Regions from separate parts of the Arachis hypogaea genome. Here region 2 is linked to region 1. The links are chromatin contacts, called in public Hi-C maps. All regions are on one chromosome and are shown on one strand. The core of a region is the stretch at or near the end of the contact, and the rest is flanking DNA. Distances in the headings are between cores, read along the strand shown.

Region 1 (3,394 bases), core at 653-3,152:
AAAATTTGAAGTTGGATTCAATTTGACTTTTAAAATTTTAATAAACTCAAATTAGACTAATTATAATCGTAACTCACATTAACTCTTGAGTTAATCTCCGTTAACGATACGTTAATTTTGTACATTAACTTATTTTTATTTGAATTTTTTACCCAAATTCTATGTGATCAAGATTTATTAGAATTTTAAAATCTTGATTGTTGCTCCAAAGTCGCACAATTTTTAAATTAAACTTGTTCGTCCTTACGAACATATTGTGAAATCAATCAAATTTTTACGGAGTCTACTAATAAATCTTAATCATATAGAATCTAAATAAAAAATTTAAATATTAATAAATTAATGTATAAAATTAACACACTATTTATAAAAATTAACTCAAAAACTAATATAAGTTATTATTATAAATTTTGAAGACCGAATCGAATCGATTATAATTTTATTTAATATAAGTCTTACCTCAAAATTTATGAATCATAACAGCATATATATGCAAGTGCAAGTGAGAAACCGGAAAAGACATAAAAAGAAGACAAAGTTGAAATCAGTGGCGAAATTTCAGGAGTTTAGTAGTCAAAAATCATAAAAGTGCCGGACTTTTGAAGTTACATTTTAACTTTAATAACGAGTAGTCGAGTACAGTTGTTGTCATTTATCATATGAACTAATATATTTTTTCTATTGTGTTTTAAAAAGTATATTTTAAATATACAAAATAAATTCTTTTTAGAATTATTTTATACCATAAACATTTGAATAATCTTGAGAATTTTATTTCACTAAGACATTTTATTTTTACGTTTTTAAATAATGTTGCTAATAAAACATCTTCTATCAAAATTTTTAGTTTAACAATAATATCACATATTCACATTATTACAAAAAAAAAAAAAAACGCCTATAATGTATTTGATGTTTACGAAAAATAATTGATTATACTATTGTAAAAAAAATTGATTATACTATTATAAAAAAACTAATAATAATATTATGATAAATTTAATTATTTTACTATATCAAATTTAATTATTCTAATAACTAATTATTTTATATATAATAATAATAATAATAATAATAATAATAATAATAATAATAATAATAATAATAATAATTAATAGTACTTTGCTAGTCCATGTACCAGCTTATTAAGAAAAGAATAAAGACTATATATATTTACCAATAATGATGAAAAATATTCGAAAAGCTAACATGCTATTTTTTTTTAATATTATACACATACAAGTTTAAACGACTAAAATTCACTTTTTTAACTTATTATGAATGTATTTAAAAGATACGCCAAGCTTGTATTTTGTATATAAACATGTTATAATATTTATATTGTCAATTATATACAATTCTTGAGGTGAGAATTATTCACACCTTATGGTCAACAAACAATAATCAATATTGTCAAAAAAAAAAAATCTTAATAATAATATTCATATGAATAATCTTACTTCTTACATAGATTTATGACATATATAATTTTTAAAGTGATATAATTGGACTCTATATTTACACAAATTAGATAAATTTGAATTCAAGAATTTCAAATTTAGCTTCTTACTTAATGAATATTTGAACCTAATTATATTAAAACAATTAGTATTTTATTATGATAGATGATTTAATAATATATTAAATAATTAGTTGTGGATAAAATAAGAACAAAAAATTAATACTAAAAAACAGAAACATACCTTGATAAGTGTTAATTTTATAGAATTAAAAAAATAATTAGACTTACTATTTGGTGCTCCCAATTATTTCTCATACTTGATATGTTGATTCTTGAGTTTGAAGCAATAGGTAACAAAGCAATCAAAAGTCAAAACGCGTTGACAGCGCCGAATATGAATGATCAATTTGCAACCTTAAACTAAGCAATAACCATCCATTTAAATATTCTAAAATTAAAATTTATCATATCACTCACTTTTTCATATAAATATAACGAAAAGGTTCAGCAGTTTCACTCCTCAGAACCATAGAACTAGCTGGTACTTTTCATTTTTCAATGCTCTCATTAACACTTAACTATGTATAACGTTTTGCATTAAAATTAAACTTGTGTATATCTTGTGCTTATTTTGTAGTAGACTTGATGGGATTAAAAGGGTTGGTGCAGTTGTTCTGTATTGTTGTGACTCTGGTGAGTGTGTGTTTGGTGCAACTGAAAGCAGAAGATGCATACAAGTATTTCACATGGACTGTGACTTATGGAACACTCTCTCCTCTTGGTACACCCCAGAAGGTAGTAGTAATTAAGGTTTAGTTTAATTTTAATTATGATCTTTCAATTAATGTAGTATTATTTTTCTTTGCTTATTGATGTAGTATTATTTTTAAGGTGATTTTGATCAATGGTCAATTCCCTGGGCCTCAACTTGACTTGGTAACAAACGACAATGTAGTTCTTAACCTTATCAACAAGTTGGATGAGCCATTTTTACTCACTTGGTGAGTTTCTCTGTTTATCCGTGTGCCTTTTCTTTCCCCTGCTTTTTAACATAAACATATTACTCTAATGGTGAGCATTTAATTTTCTGTATTGTCAACTTCTCATGCTATCATTGTGGCTTCGGGGTATTCTAATTTGTCCACTAAGAATGCGTTTGGAAGGAAAATTAAATTTAGACAAAGAGATAGAGACTAAAAGATTGTGACTGAGAAACTAAATTAAATCTTTATATTATATTTGGTGTAAAATGTACGAGATTGAGTTATATCTCAATATCATGTTTGGTTTAAGATAAATATAAAGATTAATACGTAGATTTATAATTTAAAAAGTTAAATGAGTGTATTTTTAGTAAAAAAATGTTATTAAAATTTCAGTTTTTGTTTTTAAAAATTTTAATCCCTTATATCTCTATTTTTTAAAAGTTGATTAAAATTTTAATTTTAGTCTAATCACCAAATACAATATTCAGCCACATTCTTTTAATCTTAGTCTCAATCTTAAAACAAATACAATCTAAGAGTGTCAGAGATAATGTCGTTAGTAAAAAATTAAATTTATCCTGAAAAAAAATTTTTAATATAAAAATAAAATAAATAAACAAAAATATACATAAAATAGTTTGAAATAGACAAAAGTATATAAAAATACACTCCAAAAATTATTTTTTATAAACAAGAAGTATTATACTATTAATAAGGATTTGATATTCATGAATTTTAGTGTGTATTTTTTGTTCATCAAAAACAATCTCTAGAGTACACTTTGATATTTATGAATTTTGGTATGTATTTTTTTCGCTCCAAACTCTTTTACATATACTTTTATCTATTTATTCTATAAATAAAATATTTTAGAGCACCTTTTTACGATAAAAAAAAAAGTCAGATATCGCATTCTTACATAGCTAATTTTCTAGATATGCATTGA
Region 2 (3,394 bases), core at 440-2,939, 120 kb before region 1:
AAAATTAATTATAAAAGGATATTTTGATCCCTTAAAATGAACTCTGATATTCTGTGGGTATAGTGCATAGTTCATATGAAAAGTGCAATAATCACAGTTCTTGTTTTTTTTTTTAAATCAAAATCATTAACAGTTTAACTAAGACCTACTGTGGAAGTTAATAAAATAATTAATAACTACATTTACACCGAAGCAATGTGCAGAGAAACTAAGATTATAAATTTTGTGTTTTTAGTTTTTTAGATAATTAAAATAATAAATACATTTTTATTTTATAATTAATTATAAGATAATTTATATAACTCTTAAAATAAAGAATTATATCGTAATAAATTCTATGTTAATATAATAAAAACTGATTTAGCAATCTATATTTTATATATATATATTGAAGTATTTGCTTTAGTAAATATTTAAATTTGTAAATTGTATTTTTCTTTTTTGCACAGTCACATAAAAACAAAATTCGTCATATGTAATTTTTTTTTTTTGCACAGTCATATAATAACAAAGTTCGTTATATGTAATTTATTTAGCTATTTTTTTAGTATTATGGCATTAGATTATTTTATACAAATAGTATTAAACAAACTTATAAAGTAAATATAAATATTGGTCTATTTGCTAAATGATGCTCTATATTGTAATTTTGATCTTGTACTAAAGTTAAAAATGGTTGAAGAATTTTTTGACAATTTGTGGAAGAGATTATGAGATAGATAAAATATATAATACTGTAATAATAATAAGAGTATTGTTGATTATATATTTAAGTAGACGTTAATAATATGCAATTTGAATATTTATAACTGAAAATTATTATTATATTATTTATAATTTTAATATAGATATTAATTGTATTTAACCGTTATTTTATAATTAAAATACTTAATGATTCATAGTAAATTCAATTAATTAAGAGTATTGATTAATGAAATATTTTTTTGAATAAAAGAAGAATTTATAATGTCACATATTTATAGAATAATGAAAAGAAAAATTTTTTAGTGATTACCACCTATTCAAAATAGCTGATAAAAAGTAACTATATAATATATAAGCTTATAAAATAATTTAGTTTTAATTTTTATATAATAAAAATAGATAAATATATATGAATCTATAATTACTAACTGGAAATGGTGATTTGAAATAAGAATGGAATGCTTATAAGTTATCACATATGCAGACTACAAAGATGAAGTGAGGCATCATTGGCAGGCCGCCACCAACCATTTTACGAGCAAGTGCAACTACTTGTGCTCTTCTTGATCCAATTGTCAAATTATCTCGAAGACCCATGCTAGAATTATAATGTGCAGCAGTAGAGAAATTAAAGTTAAGTAAAATAAAATAAGGATTTTGCATATTCTTTAAAGAATTATTTTATAACCAGTCATATATAAATGTATGTACAGGCTGTACAGCAGTTTGTCCAGAGAGTTGGCATTTTATTTTGGTGAACCATACTTTTAAAATGCACTTACAGCTGCAGCTATAATTATTTTATCAAAGTAACTGAAGAAATTTGCAAATATAACTCAGATATATTGATATAGAAAACGAAAATTAGAAAATAAATTAACCAAAGCCAAGATTAAAGCAAAGCAAGGGGAGATGAGAAGAAAAGAATGGCAGCGAAGTGGTGGATCAGGACTTGCAGTGCAGAGAAGAAGTGGTCGCGTTGTGGTGTGATGGAAGCATCATGGTGCTGGTGCTACGGTGATGGGCAGAATGAGAAGAAGAGTTTGGTGGCGCAGTTGAGAATAGGGGACGGCGGCACAATAGCAAAGAGTAGAAGCCCGTGCAGATAGCAAAAAGAGTTTTTGACGTTTTTAAATAATTTAAAAGAAGAGACCAAGATTCGAACTTCCGGATCTAAAACTCTAATACCATATTTTAAAACCACTCATCCCAAAAGCATAATTTGACAGGATGATGTAACACTAATAACCATATCTCTAATACTTTCTAAACTTTCATTGTGCACATTGTATGCTTAGGTCATTGGTTCCCTATAGATATTTGTGTTGATAACAAAATTTAAGAATATTTTAATTGGCTATAACAAAATTTAGGTGTATTTTTGGTATTTATTCAAATATTAGTTATAAAAATATTTTAATCTTTTAATGTAAAATTAAAATTCCTATTTTTTAAGCCGATCAAATAATTTTTATTAATTATATAAGTATTTTAATATTTTTAAATTTAACATTGAAAAGTTAATTTAATTTTTATTTTTTTAAAAATACATTACAAAGATATTTTAAAATTCTTAAAAATAAATAGTTAAATACTAAAAGAACATTTAACCCCTTACAATGAATTGTGTCGATATTTTAATTTTAAAATTCAATTCAAATTTTAATTCTTAAAACAATTAAACAATATTTAACTAAAAAAATGTAGTGTAGTTTTTCTAAAACCGAATCTTAAAAGGTTATTTTTTCAAAACATTAAAAAATTATTTTAGTCTTTTTGCAAATACTATTCAAAAAGATATTTTCAGTTTTTCATAGTTAATTAAATTGACTTTCATATAGAAGAATATATAAATGTTAGAATTTAAAATATTTATTTGATTATTTACTGTGATATAATATTAAATTGACATATTTTTATCTTTAAATAGTGTCAACTAAAATGAGCTTTTCTCTATATTATTATTATTATTATTTTATCAAAGATAAGAGACTCGAACTCGCAACTTTTTAATTGAGAATGGGAAGACTATGAGTATGTTTGGGAAGCTTTAAAAGTAACTTTTTTTAGTTTTTGAGTTTTGACTTATGAAAAGTAGTAGTATTAATGTCTGGTGCAATTTTCAAAACCAAATTGCAGCTTTCTAAGAAGCTATTTAGGAGCTTACAGATAAGTTAGAAAAATGATTCCTCTCATAATACTACTATTTTTTATCACATTTTTATAAAATAAACACTTTTAAAACTAAAAACCCAAACACAAAATAACTTATTTATAAGTTACTTTTAATATAGTCATTTATTACTTAAGTTATTTTTTCAAAAGTAACTTAATTAAGTTGTTTTCCAAACTGAATCTATGTCATTTGAGGTATAACTCATTGATTATTATTATTATTATTATTATTATTATTATTATTATTATTATTATTATTATTATTATTATTATTATTATTATTATTATTATTATTATCATCATATATATACAAAAAAATATTAAAAAATTATCAAAATTTATTATTTTTAATTATTACTTTTAATTATTAATTTAATTTTTTTAGTCTAATAATTTAATAATATATTTTAGTCTATATTTTTAAATATTAACGATTAATTAATAGTTAAAAATAATAAATTATGATCTTATATTATTAGAGATGGCAAAACTTTCTAAAAAGTGAGAATCCCAC

Evidence for each region. A called contact is a pair of places that touch in the nucleus more often than the background predicts.
Region 2: a contact with region 1 is called in a Hi-C map of an unstated tissue, with 5 times the contacts expected there. The contact joins the enhancer-like site here to the promoter of LOC112720422 in region 1. A contact is called at or near these places in 2 of 8 Hi-C or Micro-C datasets (leaf and an unstated tissue).

What each region holds. Positions count from the first base shown.
Region 1 is chr11:16,921,390-16,924,783 of arahy.Tifrunner.gnm2.J5K5, reverse strand. It overlaps LOC112720422 (L-ascorbate oxidase homolog), which reads left to right and starts at 1,902. Exons shown (of 9, transcript XM_025771367.3): 1 at 1,902-2,003; 2 at 2,100-2,257; 3 at 2,354-2,463. The coding sequence starts at 2,108.
Region 2 is chr11:17,042,411-17,045,804 of arahy.Tifrunner.gnm2.J5K5, reverse strand. No RefSeq gene overlaps it. Among protein-coding and RNA genes, the nearest start is that of LOC114924767, 3.7 kb to the left of the region's middle. Within about 2 kb of position 1,689, at least 1 of the 3 cell types and tissues checked has open chromatin away from gene starts, as enhancers often do.